Linked DNA regions of Zea mays: region 2 is linked to region 1. The links are chromatin contacts, called in public ChIA-PET maps. All regions are on one chromosome and are shown on one strand. The core of a region is the stretch at or near the end of the contact, and the rest is flanking DNA. Distances in the headings are between cores, read along the strand shown. Region 1 holds the start of LOC100192985 (Transducin/WD40 repeat-like superfamily protein). Region 2 holds the start of LOC103652457 (TNF receptor-associated factor homolog 1a).

Region 1 (3,660 bases), core at 372-2,871:
TTTCCTGAAATAGGAGGAAAATCTTGGTAATATGTAGCAATCCTTTGTTGACTTACATTGTAACAAATGAAGGCAGATACAAGATAGCTTTACTAGTAAAATTATGTGTGGTCTAACCTGTGATATTTTTAGAATGCCCTATCATTTTTTGAAGAACAGATGGTGGCTCAGAAACCTGGCAGACCATCAAGCTGCCATCTGCCGCACCATATGCAAGCAGATCAGAATTTGCACGGCCAAATTTCAGTATAGTAACTGCCAAGAATAAAATCAGTCAATAATGAGTACTAACCAAATCAAACAGATAAAAATACTTGATCGCTGAAAGAGAAGAAACACATGGCATGACCATGGGTCCATAAAAAAACCTGAGGCTTTGCAGTTGTCAAAGATGCAGTGCACTCCAACAAATGAGTATGCAGGCTCGGCAAATCTGACATGCCGCTCAGTATCGCTCTGCTTTGAGCCAATACTTATGGCCTGGTTTAACACTCCGCTGTTACTTCTCAAGTCCTGCATCAAACATGTTACACAAAAGTTTAAAGTGGCATGAAAGTATCTCTTGCATAAAATTTTCTTTATGCATCAGTCTCCTGTGTAAAATTATCCACAAAATCCTCTACGCACGATCTAAAAAATGAAACTTGAAAGTATGAGGTAACACACACACACACACACACACACACACACACACACAGAGAGAGAGAGAGAGAGAGAGATAAGATGAAACATACCCGCATATAATTCCAGCTGTCTGCCTCGGAGAGTATAGCATGTACCGGAGAGGGAGCCCACCTTCCACTGATCAATTACAGATGTTATAATAACTATCACATGATAGCTATGTGTCGAATGTTATGCACAAGTTTGATTACACTAGGCCTTACATTTCACCTTAACTGTTCAGTCACACTATGTATTCAAAAGTTTTAAGGTTGAGAGCAAATACTGTCAGTGAACAAGCATGGCCAACAAACTAACAACGCAATTAGAGCAAGATACGCGAACACAGCAACATTGGTCTCATTTTGTTGACCGCAGGCAACGACACACGGAAAAAAAAGATCTAAGGCGCACCAACCTGTTGCTGGGCGTGCTCTGGGCGCTGCCGCCGTCGATGCGCCGGAGGAGAAAGTTGCGGTAGGCGACATAGCCGTTGTCATTGCACCGCCACTCCTGCCCCAGGAACGCCTCCCACGAACACCAATGAGTCGGATTCATCCATTCCCCAAAGCTAAATGCAATATGAACGAGGGGGATCTAAGAAGCGGGGGGTACGCCTACATACCATTCGGTGCTGAAGGGCGGAGGGGGGCTTGCGGCGGAGAAGGAGGCGGCGGAGGGTAGCGTAATCGGCGTCGGGGCGGGACGAGGAGGAGGTCGGTGGCTGCAGGACGCAGCTGAGGAAGTCAGGGTCCGTCGGAATGGAAGGGGCAGCGGGACACTCCGGGGGGGAGGAGGAAGAGGCCGTGGCCGAGTCGGCGGCAGCCATCTCCTCCGTCTCGCCGGCCGCGTGGCGTGTCGCCCGCGCGCGCCCCGGGGAGATCAGGGACGAGGCCGGGCGGGTGCTTGGGATCTCAGGGAATCGGCCACTTCGGGCGTCGTACAGGGGTCTGCTGGCAAGAAGTGGTTTGTTTGTTTGACCTGTACTCTATGGTTCTGATTTCGTATAAAAAATATATTAACAACATTCATACTTTTAATTTAATGAGTAATACAATATTATTATATGTAAATAAAATTTTATAATTTGAAATTTCCAACTTATGTTGGCATAACCTATATTTAAATTGTAGTTCCACGTAAAACATATAATTTTGTAGTTGACATTTTTTTTAAAAAAATAGTTTTTTAGGCTTAGATATTTGTTTTGTCCTCTAATTTTAAAATCCAACTTTAAAAATAATGTAAATGAACTCAGATGTTAATGTGGTCGATATTAAAATTGTAACTCTCAATATGTTATACAACTTTATAGTTGATAATATTTAACTAGGATTGTTTAGAGGCCCAAATTTTTATTTTAAATTATAATACTTTGAATTTTAATTTATTTGAACTTTCAAACGACAATAAAATGACCTATAAATGATTTCAAATTAAAAAAATTACAACTATAAAATTATAGATCATGTTGAGAACTATAACTTTGGTGTGTACCACATCAAATTTTGGGGTCATTTAAAAATAAAATCAAAATTAGAGAACCACATTAAATTTTGCTTCTAAATGATATTACATAAAAAATCAACTACAAAATTATAGGTTTTATTTGGAACTACAACTTTAGTATATATGTCAATATCCAAGTTCATTTAAACATTTCAATAAATAAATTTAAAATACAGTAACTTAAACAAATAGCTTAGCCTTAAAAATATTATATGAAAATGTTGTCAGCTATAAAGTTATGGTTTATATCAAGTTCTACATCTTTGATAAAGGGCACACAACTTTATATGAAAAGGTGGTGTTTTATGTAAGAGAAAGATAGATTGAATGATAGGCAAGTACCATGTCAGCAAAACAACGCTCAACAGAGCACTTTAAAATGGTGAATTGGAGTATTTTTATGGTTTTAAGAAATATATGGTGCATATTGTCCGGTATTGATGAAGTTTGAGTATGTCTTTCAATTCCAGCAACTTGTTCAAAAGGCTGAATCAGACTCTACTATATTAATATAATTAAATGGAGATGTTTTGAGGATTTTACGATCTTCGAGCTAGAAGTGAACACAGCCAGAATTCCCTCAGATTAACGCTGCAACTTGCAATGCTGCGAAAGCAGGGCATTTTTTTTTGGCAAGGAGACGTTTTTTTCCGGAGAAGATGAAACGGTATTATTGACCAATAAGCAGCACCTAGACGACTAGTACACGTTGCTTAGTAATTTACACAGGGCAATTGTCTGTATGCCATCGGAAATTATTTTCGTCCCTTACGTGTCACTGGTATCACATATCATACATAAAAAAAAATTCTTATATACCACTCCATGACACACAAGGGATGAAAATAAATTTTAATGGTACACAGGCAATTAGTTCATTTACACACCACATCGACATGCGACCGGCAACGTATGCTGTGAACGTGAATTCTTTACCCAATCAGAATAGAGACACTCCGTTTTACTCTTCACACGTTTTTTTATCTCTCCAAGAGAGCACGAGCAACGACAAAGGAGAGCTATAAGGCTGGTGGCAGTGCGGGTGAGAGGCCGGCGCCGGGCGATGGCGCTCGCGCCCGGCGAGAGCGGGCGGTATCGCCTCGCTCTCACCCGCGCTGGAGCGCCCGTCCGGGCAAGAGGCGGGCGAGAGGGAGGCGAGGCACTAGCGGGGCAAGAGCGCGGGCGAGAGCGACATGGCCCGATCTGATTGGTGCACGTGTCGCGATCTGATTGGTCTACGTGTGCTAGCCGTTGCAACTAGCCGTTTTTGACCGTTTGGAGTCCAAAAAATTCGAAAAAATGCAAAAAATCACAAATTTCATCCACAATCCCTCTATATATACCCCTACCCGAGTGGAGCTCATTCCACACACCATTCCATCTCATTCCAAACTCCCCTTTTTTACGGTGGACGAAAAAGAACTTGGTCTGCTAGATGACGAAGAAGAGGAACCGGAAGCGGAACGTGAACATGAGGAAGATGAGGAT
Region 2 (3,985 bases), core at 1,217-3,716, 160 kb before region 1:
ATGACCCAAAATGGAGGTTACTGCATAAAATATTTGAGTGTAAGTACCCATGGGGTTACAATTTGAGGCAACTGTACATGAGCACGAGCACAAGGCATAATGCTAATAGCACTTGTAAAATCAAACCAAATCCCATAGCATAATGAGCAGCCACATCAAGGTTTTGGCCTGCACTAATCAATTACGAAATAATATTTCAGTAACTTGCAAACCTCTCAGACATAAAGGTAACAAAGTAATATAAAATATATACTTCGCATCATCATTTCTAGGGCATTCAGTATCAGTGTTTAACCAAGAGAACGGCCATCTTTAGAAGCACCAGCAATATGCAAGTCTAATGTTAAACTAACAGAGTGCTGAGTAGTTAATTTACCATCTGACTTATCAGCTCTTATAGAATTGCTAGTGTGCACTATTTCAAGATGTAACATGAGAAAACCTCCAATTAAAGTGGAGTGAACAGAGTTAAGCATTTAGGGTTTGCCAGCAACTTTCCTGTTCTGCCATCTGAAGTTCTAGTATCAAATATTTCAAAATTTAAGTTTGTGTTTGATTCAGGGTTACAAGCGAGTTAGATGTTTAACCACACAAAAACTGTGGATTCAAAAGAGTTAACTAAATCAAGGTTGAAGTGTTATAATACTCATAATCCAAGATTAAGCTGACCCACAAAAAGGGCAAACAGTACTTTATACAAACTATACTTCCTGCAAGATGCAGAAAATAGGCCAAGTTAACCTAGCTAGGTTAGGATAGGTAACCTAGTTATTTTAGTCCAGAGACAACCCTTGAGATCGGGACAGTATAAAAACACAAAGGGCAATATTCAACGGGAAGAATGTATTATACTGATAAACTCTTGACATTAGACGTAGAGCATAGGAACAATTTGCAAACAAAAGTAAACCATGATGTTTGTTTATGCTTTCTTCAAACAAATTCAAGAAACTAAGCGTTTCAGTTCAGAGGTTCAAATCTATGCCCATGTGACACTGTACCACAATTACAGATTCCAGCCATATTCTGACAGCTCTGAATCTATGCATCATAACCGACCAGTATAGACTGCAGTCCAGAGAAGGTAACCTGTTTTCTTTGACATGGTGATGATATTCTATTTTGTGTGGTTTAATATGTTATAATACCAGCAACGGGTAACATCTGAAAACTCAAAGGCCGGTATCACGCACCAGGATCATCGTCTTCACTATCGGTGTCCCAAAAGGGAGGGGATGTTGAAGGGATCCCATTATCAACATGTTCGCAGGAGCGCCACTCAGAAAGGGAATCAGCAGAGACATTGTGATCCCCCAAACCACTGGTGCTTGCAGCAGAATCATCCATTATGATAGTGCCAGCCATCAGCAAATCCTCGATATTCCAATAATTGCCTTAAGTCACAGCTGCATATAGAAATAACAAGGACAAACTCACACTAAATATAGTATAGTTACCATTTGAAATCAACAGATTCAAATGTATGATGAGTGATGACCTCTCAAAATTCACACTAAATCAGCTCCAGAATTGCAATTAAGCAACAACATCCGATAAACGTGGCATAGGAATTACTACAAAGCTAATAAAGGACCTTGTGTTTCATATGCAACCCCAATGATTTTTACAGGAATAAAATAGGTAGAGAATAAAGCTAAAGTTACTCCAGCCAGGGATGGACTTGGTGTGGGGCATAAAGGTTCCACAGGAAACCCTATTTGGAACCAAACTACACTAGCACTTACTTTGGCAACGAGAAGTCATATGGTGCTAAGGGGGCAACTAATGTTGAATTTAACCAAATCCACTGATTGGCAATGATGGATTGGATTGGTAGGCCACCACGCAGCAACACATCAATCCACAGCAAACTGAATGGAGATTGGGCCATTGCGGGGAGGATACGAAGATTCGATTGAAGATGGAACCAACTCATCCGAACAAGCTTAGGATTACTTTCAAATCCGCGCCGGCATGGATATCCACACCGCTAGCACGATAAGGGAGCGGCGCTACGGAGGCGGCGGCGGACTGAGCTGCGGCAGGCGTAGGATCCCTCAGAGAGAGGAGAGGGACCGGCGGCCTAGAGCCGCTCGGCTGCGCCGCGATGTGTTGGTAGCCTAGGTCTACACCTGTGAAGCCTATGGAGGAGAGCTATACCTGCGTCCACGGCGAGACGGAGCTGAGGCGGCGGTTCTCCGGTTCTCCCGCACCGCGCGAGAAGAAAGCGAGCAGACAGGAGAGAGAGAGAGAGAGAGAGAGAGAGAGAGAGAGAGAGAGAGAGAGAGAGTATAGTATTTGGATTAGGAACTTAGGGTGTGATGTGTTTCTTCTTGGCGCGGCCAGCTTGCTGCCGCCGAATGCGCGAACCCGTTGGGAACTACTGCAGCCTGCAGGTCTGCAGCAGGAGGGAGCGGCGTACGTACGTAGACTTTCTCGTGCCTCGAATCAAAAAAAATCAAAAAATCTATATTATGCTCACTTAAGGAAAGTATATGTAGATATAGGGCTTAGAACATCTCAAAGAAACTAGACAAATCACAAATGACTCGGTAAGCCAAATTTTGACAATTCAACAGCAAAATAGCTCTTCAATAGACTACCTATCTGACTCGACTATACGACTCTTTAAATTGGTTTTCTCACTAGCCAAATTTGGCAAGCCACCTGAGTAGTCAAATTAAATAAATAGTTTGTTGGTGTGAGATGCTACATATAGAGTGTAATCTTTATGAAAATGTAATCTTAGAGATGCTCACCCTCACGAAAAAAACACCAGCTTCTTACTTAAATTAAAACGTAAAAAAGATTTTTTTTGTTATGTTGGAAAATAATTTTCCAGAATAACCAATGTCCGTTAGGCACCTAATCTTTTTTCAATACAGAAAGCTTTATTGAATTTTCAAGTCTATACATCGAGGTGATATAAAGTCTTGAAAAAAACACACTTCTGGCCTCTGCATAACGGATGCACACAACCTAAAAAAAGGAAAAGACCGCATGGTAGAACTCAAGCACTAATGACAATCGATTCTAAGGCTAGACTGCCACTCATGTGCCTGGATAAAAAAAACTTAGCCACTAGCATCAAGTGATGAGATGCCACAACAACAATGTCCTATGAAGTTGGTCGCTGCAAAATAGCCCATGAACGGAGCCAACGAACATTTTGAAGACAACCAGCAAAGGAGATAAGTTATGTTTTTTTATCAAATACCAAGACTATTTATGTAAAGCCATAGCGACCAACAAGTAGCAGTCGCCTCTAACAGAACTAGTTGCTTTTTTCTTTTCCAATGCCCCACTGTAGGAAACGGGTGACGCCTAAGAGGGAGTGAATTAGGACTTCTAAAACTTTCACTAAACTTGGCCACAAATAAATCCCTAGAGCAAAATCTATGCAAATAATAAAACTAAAATATGTAAACTAGGTTTTGTCTAAGTGTTGCTATCTCTACCGCAATGGCTAAGTTTCAATCTACACTATATAAGTATAAAGACAAGATTGAAACTTAAATGTTTAATATAAATGCGGAAGCTTAAATAACAAGGTAGATATACAAACTCTCGTGGATGACGCCGGTATTTTTACCGAGGTATCCAGAACCACGCAAGATCCCTACTAATCCTCGTTGGTGCCCCTACGCAAAGGGAAGCCCACGCGAGGGCCAAGCATCTCGGTCGAGTAACTCCATAGAGAGTCGCGGGCCTTCTCCACGCGCAAGTGGTGCTCCGGTTCCGGCTCCTCTCGGACGCTCCCCGTCGTCTCCACTATCGAGCTTCCGGCCGAAAACGTCGCGGGCCTCGTTCCCTTTGGTACACGGTGGCGACCGTGACACAAACGCGGTTGTCACGGTCTCGCAAGACTCTTGCCCCACTCGGTACAATTACAACGGCTCGCGCAAGAGCCGAGGGGTTGTGTGGTTTGTCTAAACTCACTCAACTAACTAGGATTTACCCAGAGCAAGCGCTAATGTGGTCTAAC

Evidence for each region. ChIA-PET counts read pairs in DNA pulled down with a chosen protein or histone mark.
Region 2: a contact with region 1 is called in an RNA polymerase II ChIA-PET map of seedling, with 5 times the contacts expected there. The contact joins the promoter of LOC103652457 here to the promoter of LOC100192985 in region 1. A contact is called at or near these places in 20 of 25 Hi-C or Micro-C datasets (bundle sheath, ear, endosperm and 6 more) and 2 of 3 datasets of contacts at active chromatin or transcription factors (leaf and seedling).

Annotation. Positions count from the first base shown.
Region 1 is chr3:196,850,310-196,853,969 of Zm-B73-REFERENCE-NAM-5.0, reverse strand. It overlaps LOC100192985 (Transducin/WD40 repeat-like superfamily protein), which reads right to left and starts at 1,621. Exons shown (of 12, transcript NM_001366982.1): 1 at 1,289-1,621; 2 at 1,082-1,176; 3 at 735-801; 4 at 369-513; 5 at 118-255. The coding sequence starts at 1,492.
Region 2 is chr3:197,007,105-197,011,089 of Zm-B73-REFERENCE-NAM-5.0, reverse strand. It overlaps LOC103652457 (TNF receptor-associated factor homolog 1a), which reads right to left and starts at 2,466. Exons shown (of 14, transcript XM_020550449.3): 1 at 2,161-2,466; 2 at 1,194-1,406; 3 at 48-168. The coding sequence starts at 51.